Linked DNA regions of Mus musculus: all the other regions are linked to region 1. A link is a contact called in public Hi-C and Micro-C data. All regions are on one chromosome and are shown on one strand. Each heading gives the region's core, a stretch centred on a gene start, on an enhancer-like site or on the middle of the called end of the contact. The rest is flanking DNA. Distances are from core to core; before and after follow the strand shown. Region 1 holds the start of AI413582 (expressed sequence AI413582). Region 2 holds the start of Ppard (peroxisome proliferator activator receptor delta). Region 3 holds the start of Kifc5b (kinesin family member C5B).

Evidence for each region. A called contact is a pair of places that touch in the nucleus more often than the background predicts.
Region 2: a contact with region 1 is called in a Micro-C map of embryonic stem cells, with 4 times the contacts expected there. The contact joins the promoter of Ppard here to the promoter of AI413582 in region 1. A contact is called at or near these places in 3 of 39 promoter capture datasets (embryonic stem cells, neutrophils and pre-B cells), 1 of 484 Hi-C or Micro-C datasets (embryonic stem cells) and 1 of 115 datasets of contacts at active chromatin or transcription factors (embryonic stem cells).
Region 3: a contact with region 1 is called in a Hi-C map of uterus, with 4 times the contacts expected there. The contact joins the promoter of Kifc5b here to the promoter of AI413582 in region 1. A contact is called at or near these places in 1 of 39 promoter capture datasets (hippocampal neurons), 1 of 484 Hi-C or Micro-C datasets (uterus) and 3 of 115 datasets of contacts at active chromatin or transcription factors (astrocytes, bone marrow-derived macrophages and epiblast stem cells).

The regions. Positions count from the first base shown.
Region 1 is chr17:27,564,044-27,567,362 of GRCm38.p6, reverse strand. It overlaps AI413582 (expressed sequence AI413582), which reads left to right and starts at 1,636. Exons shown (of 5, transcript NM_001002895.2): 1 at 1,636-1,703; 2 at 2,613-2,801; 3 at 2,953-2,978; 4 at 3,109-3,214. The coding sequence starts at 2,691.
Region 2 is chr17:28,231,002-28,234,320 of GRCm38.p6, reverse strand. It overlaps Ppard (peroxisome proliferator activator receptor delta), which reads right to left and starts at 1,567. Exons shown (of 8, transcript NM_011145.3): 1 at 1,457-1,567.
Region 3 is chr17:26,915,574-26,918,892 of GRCm38.p6, reverse strand. Kifc5b (kinesin family member C5B) reads right to left here and starts at 1,802. Exons shown (of 11, transcript NM_053173.2): 1 at 1,608-1,802. The coding sequence starts at 1,625.

The sequences.
Region 1 (3,319 bases), core at 387-2,886:
CTACAGCCTAAGGTGTCTCGTCTCTTTGCTGAAGGTGACAGCGGATGCCCCTGCAACCTCCAGGCTGAGGGGTTTCATTGATTCTTTCCCTCTCCCCATCCTACCCCCAGTCAGGTGGTGCTGTCTGAGGACGAAGTTTGTCAAGGTTCCCATCGGCCATGCTTCCCTGTTGGGTCTACCTCTGCACCTGACCTGCTGTCAATTATCCTTCTCCAGAAAGGTCTGAGGCAATCCAGGCAGGGCCAGACAGAGGAACTCACTCATAACCACATGGCAGGCAGGAAGTAGCAAGGGGGGCTAGCTCAGGGTACCTCACATCTGCCCCTTGGGGTTTCTGTGCAAGAATAGGGCACCTAGGCTGTCCCTTGTCCTGATTACCATCTGATTGACTCAGGAGGCTTTGCTTCAGTACCACCAATGTTAGATGGCTTTCAACCTAGGCAGGGGGAGAAGAGGCCTGGGGCAGGACTATAGGTATGTATGCATAAACTATAATGCCCACTCAGAGTAAGTGTAGGTTCCATGCTGTGATTATATGTCCTGCTGGTGTGACGAACGGGCCTTTAATCTCAACACTCTGGCAGTAGAAAGAAGAGGTGGGTGGAGGTGAGGAGGAGGGAGAGAGGGGAGAGGAGGAGAAACGGTGGGAGGGTGGGAGGGAGAAAGAGGTAGCGCTGTTGGTAGAACGCTTGGCTACCATTTGGGAAGCCCAGGATCCCAGCATTTAGGAGGTGACCTGAAGGTAGGAGAATCAGGAATTCAAGATGTCAGGGATACAAGAGAAAGAGGGAGGGGGCTCTGTCCCCCAGCATGGTGATACATGCCTATTTTAGCATCCAGGAGGCTCACACACAGACGCACAGAGAGTTCCAAGCCTGCAAGGATGATCGCCATGAGACTTAGTCACGGACTAAATAAATAAATTTTGTTGCATCCCGTGTTGATATGTGCTTTGCCGGTATCACCTGCTTTGCCTAGTGTTCTCGGGGCACAGAAGAGGGTATTGCATCCTCTGGAAATGGTTGTGAGCCACCTCGTGGGTGTTGGGAACCTAACCTGAGTCCTCAGTAAGAGTAATTAAGTGCTCTTAACCGCTGATCTATCTCTCCCCCCCAAACGTGATCTTCTTACTCAGAGTTGTCCAGTCTAAGTAACTTTAATAATCAGACGATCACAGCTTGGACACAGGCTTACTGAGCTGCCCCTGACTCAAGCAAGTGACCCCGCTGCTCCATCTGTGCTTCCCCTCATCGCACAGTGGGGAAAGTGCTTCAATGAGCTTAGCATTCGGGCCACAGGGATGTGCTGGGCTCCAGTCCCACACCATCATTTCAGTTTCACGGCAACCTGCTTTGAAGACGCGGGGACAGAAAGGAATGAGGCCCTCGGCCACCGCCTCTACCCGCGGACAACCAGTCGCCAGGATCCTGCGGTGACCACTGGCCCCGCCCGCCCGTGTGCAGCCGGGAAAGCGCGCCGTCCCGCAACCTTCCCGCTGCGCGGCCCTCGGTCGCCCCCTGCTGCCGCGGCGTGGACGCTGCAGGACCCCGTCCGGCCCGCCCACCCGCATCCGGATTGGCCACCATGCTGGACTGGGGCGCCAAGGCCCCGCCTTCTCTCCCGCTCCTTTGATCACGCGCTGGAGGACTCTTCCGGGGCCGGGGCCAACCCAAGGTGTTGCTGTCAGGGCTGCACGGCGGGAGGTAAGGCATGGCCGGGTTGGATGGGCAGCAGCGCGCCCGCACGGAGCAGCTTGGGGTGCCGGGGTCCCAAGGTATCTAGGCGGGCATCGGCCCCTCGATATCCCCTCCCCAATACCCCCGATCCTCCCCGCAGCTGGGAACCATCTGCCCACCCAGGCGGGCCAGCAGCATCCTAAGAGTGGCCTCATACCTTTTCGGTTCTGGTTCGCCCCCCTCGGCCTGAGACGGGGAGCTCGCAACTGGGAACTGGCAAAACTGACCCATGGACATGAGGCAGTCAGCCAGTACCTCTTCCTCTCTCTGAGAGTCTGGGACAGGAACTTGAGCCATCTCAGTGCTGCCGCCCGAGGATGATCGCGTTTCTGTCGATGGGGGCGACCCTCTCCACCTCTGCCTGTCAGCCCTGGCCGAGAGGGTAGGGACATAGGCGGAGCCCCGGGTGTACTAGAGGCAGGTGACCTCATCTAGATTAGATACTGTCCATCTGTACACAATGTCCACACTCGTACCTGAGAGCGATGCTGAGGACCGTGGATAGGATTACACCAGGGACAAGGATGCAGGCCTGTGGCTCCTTCATACCGTGGGGGAACGGAACCAGAACCCCTTCACATGATCCTAACTCACCCCTCCACCGCAGTGAAGGCCCAGCTATTTCTTTCTCTCCATTTAGCCGTGCACCTGCACCTAACCTTCCCCAAGCAGTTGATACCTGCAAATGTCTACCAGGCATCCAAGCTAAGCCACACCCTCTTGTTTGTAAGACGCTGGGCCGGAACCAAGCCTGGATGGGATCTGGGCCTGTCTGGTTACCTCGGGGTCATTAGTGTTTGGCTTTAAGTTTTCCGGGATTTCCAGACCTGCTTGTCACCACAGGTACAGCTGATATCCTCCCTTCCTCCTCCCCAGGGAGCCCAGAGGAGGCGCCCTCCCGAGGCCACCACTGCCCATGCAGTCCATCCATTCAGCCATCTGGCTACTGATGTCATGAGTAACACGACAGTGCCCAATGCCCCCCAGGCCAACAGCGACTCTATGGTGGGCTATGTGCTGGGGCCTTTCTTCCTCATCACCCTGGTCGGGGTGGTGGTGGCCGTGGTAAGGAATCCTCAGACTTGCCTGGGGTGGCTGCTGGGTGGGCCTGGTTTGGTGGCCACAGCATCTCGGCTGTTATTAAGGGTGTGGAAGTGGGTCTTGAGACTGGGCAGTGCTCGCCTCCCCAGCCCCATAGTACGTGTCTCTGTTACAGGTAATGTATGTGCAGAAGAAAAAGCGGTGAGTGCCCTAACTCCCTGGTACTAATACCCTTTACCCTAGCAGAAATGGGTTCCTTTCTGGCCCAGTGGTTTGAGGGGAGGAGACACCGGATAGTGCGGGGCTGAGGTTCCTGTGCTCCCGCTCCCAGGGTGGACCGGCTTCGCCATCATCTGCTTCCCATGTATAGCTATGACCCTGCAGAAGAACTCCAGGAAGCTGAGCAGGAGCTGCTCTCTGATGTGGGAGACCCCAAGGTGAGCTACATTTCTGGCTAAGAACCACGTTGCAACAGGAGGCCAGTTCCTCACTCTAAGCAACCAGGTCATGGGTCATCCTTACAAATACTTGCCAGCAGTGAG
Region 2 (3,319 bases), core at 318-2,817, 670 kb before region 1:
AGGGCTAGCAGGCCCACAATCCATTGAAAAACTAAAACGGGAATGTATTCTGGGGCTGGTGAAGTGGCTCAGGACGTAAAGGTGGTTGTCATCATACCTTAATGACCCGAGTCTATTTCCAGGAACCACAATATCGAATGAGAGAGCCACCTCCCAACTCCAGTAAGCTGTGCTCTGACCTACACCCCACCCCACATCCACACCCCACAGAAATAAATAAATGTAACTTGTAAGCAAACATTCTAGAGCCAGTACAGGGAGGAAAAACCAAGTTTAAAACCAAGGGCAGGGCTGGTGAGATGGCTCAGTGGGTAAGAGGTACCCGACTGCTCTTCCAAAGGTCCGGAGTTCAAATCCCAGCAACCACATGGTGGCTCACAACCATCCGTAACGAGATCTGACACCCTCTTCTGGTGTGTCTGAAGACAGCTACAGTGTACTTACATATAATAAATAAATCTTTAAAAAAAAAAAAAAAAAAAACCAAGGGCATAGCTTCTGCTCTTAGCTGTATGGAAAAGGGCAGTGCGTGGAAGGCACCGTATCATGGTTTAAATACATTCCATAATATCCCAAATGAGTCCTGTTTCCTGAAAGGGTGAAAAGAGTTATATGAAGCCTCTGGCTACCCCTGGCACACACCCAACTCAGAGCCGTCTCCCCCAAGGGTTCCTGGAAGTCAACAGACTCATAAAGGGGAAGTATTATAAAGCTGAGATTACGAGGGCCTACCAACTGGCCATCCCTCCCAATACAACACCCAGTGAAACCTGTGACCCGAACAAATCTGGTCAAGCTGGCGCTCAACACCCCACTCCCAGCTCAACTGAAGGTGAAACGGAAGCCTATCGTGCACCTCTGGGTTCTCCTCAAGCAGAGGCATAAAAAAAAAAAAAAAAAAAACTAGAAGCGAGGCAGTCGGGTGACAGGAGGTGAAAAGGACAGGAGATGAGAGCTGAGCCTAAGTGGGGCCTCTGCCGGTAGCCAGGATAGAAGGGGCTCGGATAAACCGGACTGGCTCACAACATCCTAAAGAAGATGGGGAGGGATAGGGCAACCCGAAAACGGGTCAGAGAGGAGGAGAGCACTGACCGACAGGGCAAGGATGGAAGGCTATCGAGGGAGGCAGGAAGGATCTCCAAGGAGGGCCTGGGTAGCGGGACAGCAAGGGAGGCGCTCAGAAAGGGGGTCAGAAGGGAGGTGACATGGGGTTCTTTGGAATTGAGAGGAGATGAAGCCACGGGGCTTTAGAGGGATCAGGGTGGGTGGGAGGAGGGAGGGAGGCCGGCTCCGAGCAACCACAGGGGTCCCTGCGGTGGAGACCCCAGCGGTGGCTCCTCAGCGCGCAAGCCGAGCATAGACGAGCCGCAGAGGCGCGGAAAGCGGCTCTCGGAGCCCCTGACCCCACCATCCACCTCAGCCCGGGCCGCGCTGGCCTCTCCCGATCCGCACGGACCTGTCCCGGCCGCCTCTCGCGCCGCTGCCGCCGTCCCGCAGGCTCCGCAGAATCCCCCAGCTCCTGCCAAAACTTTTCCCATTAATCCCCAGGTCCGCCGCGGCCTGCGGCGTCACACGCTCCCAGCCCCGGCGCCGCCCCCAGCCCCGTGATGTCACCGCGCCGCTGGCTCCCTCCCCCACAACTAAGCACTCGCCCCCGCCCCCTTCCGCCATAGCAGTAGCCAATCGCCGCGCCGCCTGGAGCCACTCCTTTGACAGCCATCGCTCCGCCCACTGCACAGCTGCCCTGGCGCGTCTGCAGCGCCCTCTGCAGTCAGACGTGGGAGCAGCAGCTGAGGAAAGCGCTGGGGAGAAGTTAGGGCTGGTCAAAGCAAGCCTCACGAAACGATATTTAAAGCTTTAAAGCGCGGAAAGAAGGTGGAGGTCATCTAATACAACCTCCTCACTCTTCCTGAGAAGAAACTAGGCATAGACTTGTGTGGTTTGAAGCAAGAAGCAAAGCTAAGGGCGGTGGGGGAAGGAATAGAGGCAAACTGTAATTTTCAGAGGCGCTTGGGAGAGGCATATGGTGGGAGACTTGGGAATGAAAATACAGACGCATACGTTTTACAAAATATCTATTTTTATATGTCAGAGTGTTTTGTCTGCATGTCTGTCTCTGCACCATGTGCGTTCAGTGCCTGCAGAGTCTGGAAGAAGGCGTTGGATCCCCTGGAAGTGGAGTTACAATGGAGAACTTCCATGTAGATGCTGGGAAGCGAGCCTCTTCAAGAGTAGCAAGCGCGATCTTCACCACTGAAGCATCTCTTCAGCACCCCCAATTTTTTAACTGGTGGCTAGTTCAATGGCTCAACGGGTCATCGCTTTGTCTCCAAGCCTGAAGACTTGAGTTCAGTCCCTGGGACTGCCTCCTGAAGGTTATCTTCCAATCTCTACACACCGCATGTGCACTTTCATATACACCCACACAAGAAAAAAGAAAGATCTGGAAGGCATGATGGCACTCTAACTCCAGCACTCAGGAGGTAGAGGACCCGTTTGAGGTCATTTTTAGCAATGGAGAAAGTTTTGGGCCAGCCTGTGCTTATAGGCCTTGTGAAGCCAAATAGAAAACAAATTTTAAAAGAACTTTTCTCCCACTTGAGATTTCTGTCGCTGGATGTCAGGGACCAGACAAGACAAGAACTCTGTACCTGGGCTTGCCTGTCACCCCAACTCATCATATACCACAGAGAGTATGTAGCCAGAAGGCAATCTGTCACTGGCTGGTTTCATCATCCTAGAATGAACAAAACTTGGCTGGCAGGAAAGTCAGCAGGCACCTCCCTCCTCCACACCGCCATTAAAGGTCACCTCTGCCCGGTCTGGCACTCCTTACAGTGCATCCTTAGCTCGCTGGATTGGAGAACCCCACACCACTTTTTTTCTGCTTTGTTTTCGAGTGTGTGTGTCTGTGTGTGTGTGTGTGCGCGTGCGCACGTGCGCGTGTGCACTTGGAGGACAGAGAAGGGTACTGTGTGTCTTCCAAGGATAGGTTTCCACGGTTTTCCTTTGAGGCCTGGTCTCCTGATGCATGCACGAGCGGTTCTGGTTTGGTGGGATAGGCTGTCAGCCATCAAGCCTGGGCTATCCTGGTTCTGCAATTACAGGAATTCACAGGACCACACCCTGCTTTTCCCTGTGTGTCGGGATCTGAACGCTGGCTGCTCTGCGTGAACAGCAGAGGCGCTTAACTTTCCTGCTCTCTCCCTAGCTCCCTTCTATTGCTTTTGAAATGAATTTGTATTAAGTTTTTAGATATCACTTCCCTTGTCCTCCAAGACTGTAGTAAAAAATGGCCTGGGGAAGTCAGAGATTTCTG
Region 3 (3,319 bases), core at 553-3,052, 650 kb after region 1:
CTGGAAGCAGCAGTGGGTAGACCAGTTCTAGCCAGTTCTAGACTCGCCAAAGTAACATGGTAAGACCCTATTTCAAAAAACAAAAACCCAACTTTATTACTAATTGAAAAGCACTACTAGCCGGGCGTAGTGGTGCACGCCTTTAATCCCAGCACTCGGGAGGCAGAGGCAGGAGGTTTTCTGAGTTTGAGGCCAGCCTGGTCTACAGAGTAAATTCCAGGACAGCCAGGGCTACACAGGGAAAACAACTACCACTACCACCCAAAAAAACCCCAACAAAACCAAACAAAACAACAACAAAAAATCAGCAAGCAAACCCTGCTATACTTGGGCATGCTACCAGCTTCAGGTTACTAGATCAAATATATATTGCTTCTTTTGGGTTTGTTTTCCTCTTTTTTTTTTTTTTTTTTTTTTTTTTTTTTTTTTGGAGACAATGTATCAATGGCCTGAATCTCCAAGCTCTGGTCTGAGCCTCCTCACAGGTGACCTCAGGTGCACAACGGACCTCAGGATGGTTTGTTGCTTTTGGTTCAGGGGATTATAGACCCAGGTGTGTTTCTTGGATGCTCCCTAGCACTGCACCACAGACCTCTTCCTTCCAGTTTTAACTCGTACCTTAATGTTGCTCCTCCTAGCTTTCTTCTTCCCCTTCCATCTGCTTGAACCTTTACAGTCCTTCACTCCCTCCCAATAGAGATACAAATTGTATTATGTCTGTCTCCCCAGGGACTGTCAGCTCACTGGTAGCTAGGACTCCTGTCTCCTACATAAGTACAGCTGTGCAGGGCCAGAAGATGCTTGGCAAATACTGCAGGAACAAATCTGAGAAAAACTATTTTACTTTTTAACTGTCACCTGTCACAGTGCAGTGCTCTCCCTTTTGGCTGTGAGTATACCAGAAAGTCTCTTCAAGCTGAACACCGACTGTGAGTCAGTCTAGACTGAAATGCTGGTAAACAAAGAATGCAGGCCGGTCTTTCCTGACACCAGAGAGATCAGTCCATTAATTACCACACACATACGCCTCAGATGCTTGTGGTGGAGAAGGGCACCCCCATAAACTAGTCAGCAGTCCAAATGAGCAAAAGGAAGAGGCAGGCGAGGGAATAAGGATCCTCTGGGCCGATGCCCCCATTTCTCCTCTCCCCTTCCTCTATCTCGATCCAGCAGCAACACAACAGGATATCAGCAAGAAATGTACTTTGCGGACAAGCGACAAGGCTTCTCTCAGAACCCTCGCTTCTCCCACAAGGCGATCTGCAAGAACTGAGAAGCACAAACATGTCGAATCCGCTTGAGAATTCGAAATGGGAAATGCTGGAGGGGGATAAGGGACACGGGATGGTAGCGCCTGCACGACTGGAATGGCGGACCAACGTCGCAGCGACTGTCCTGGGACCTCGCCGTGTGTGTGTGTGTGTGTGTGTGTGTGTGTGTGTGTGTGTGTGTGCCCTCACTGACTCGGCCGCTGGTGTCCTGGGCGCGAGGCGGTGCGACCCTCCCCTGCAGGACGGCTTGCCCCGACCTGTCCCCGGGACTCGGGTCTCCGGGCGGCCGGCCTGCGTCCTCCGCTATTGGCGCCAGGCCGTCACCGCCGCACTCACCTGCGCCTGCACGTCCATGGTGGTCCGCACAGGAAGGGATGCAAAGGCAGCAGGCAGGGTGACGAGACCCGCGTCCTCTCAAGGGCTCGCGCCGCAAAACGTCGGAGCCAGGCCAATTCGCCAGGCCAATCGGCCAAGCCAATCCGCCACACCAGTCACTTTTGAATTTCAACCTCCGCGCAGTCAACGCACTTCAATCCGCAGAGGCCAATCCGCGCCGGCGCTGCGGTCGCGAGCCAATCACGGCGCCCTCCGCCTCCGGGGCCACGCCCCCTGAGTCGCGACTCTTCTAGTCCGCCGGAGCAAGAGAACTAGACCCCTTGGATCCTACTTCCGGATCCGCTCTTCCTTATTTCTCCCTCTCCCCCTCCGGAGCGCGGAGCTAGGCCTCTGGTTGCGTCAGAAGTGCGCGTGTGTGGAGGAGTGGCGTGGGGGAGGCAATACGCATGTGCAAAGGTGCCTGAGCGGTGTCGGGGCGGAGCGAGCGCCACCTAGCGGCTGCTGCTGAACCTGCACACCTCCTCGACAAACCTGTAGACTGGAGACTGTTAAACCGAGGTTGCTCTTGGTCCGCTTTCTCAGGTCCGAAAAGTGGGAGCTGGTTGATGGCGCTGACCTGTCCTCAAAAAAGAAAAAAAGTAAAAGAAAAATTGGAGCCCATATCTGGAGATGTAATAAAGTCATAAGTCTAGAGCAGGTCCGGGAGGATAGCAAACTGGTTATCCCTGAAACTCATATAATGTGGAAGGTGAGAACTAATTCGCCACAAAGTTTTCTGTGCCCCTCCTGCCTCCAATAATATATATTATACATAAACAATATGTATTATATACATAAACATATCTTTACACATATACATAATATATACTCAATAATACCTATTATATATAAGCATATATAATATATATAAATAACATAAATTATATATTTATTTTGTTTTTTCGAGATTGGGTTTCTCTGTGTAGCCCTGATTGTCTTGGAATTCTATTTGTAGAACAGGCTGGCCTTGAACTTAGAGATGCCAGGGCTACCCTGTGCCACCATGCCCAGGTCAATAAACAATCTTTTAGATTAAAAAATCAAAACAAAACTATAAGCCAGGCTTGGTGGCACACACCTTTAATCCCAGTTCCCAGTACTCAGAATGCAGAGGCAGACAGATCTCTTGAGTTCAAGGCCAACCGGGTCTACAAAGTAAATTCCAGGGCAGCCAGGGCTTTGTAGAGAATCCCTGTCTTAAATAAAGAAATACACACATGCATACCTGCATACATACATACATACATACATACATACATACATACATACACACATACATACATAACTGGGTAAATAAACAGTATGTTTCTTGACACCAAGTTGTAAATCTACAGCCCTCTTACTTGAGATGTTTCCAAGTCTACAAATGTTAATGAGGGAACACTAAAAAATTTCTGGTTATAATTTTACAAACTGGTTATAATTTTAAACTAGACAGTATTTCCCTAGTGACTTTCTAGAAAAAAAGCAAAAGTTTTATTGTGTGATAGAATATGAGTTTGTCTTCTACTGAAACCTGTTTTGGGAGTTTATCTTTCTTGGCATGAAGCTTGACAGCAAGGTAAACCAACCTGTGAGATTTTACACATGGGATGGACTGACCTGGCCCCTGCAGCCTTGGGATAGGAGCTGGCTCAGGAAGGACTCTGATGCAGCCAGAGCTCCAAGGCTAT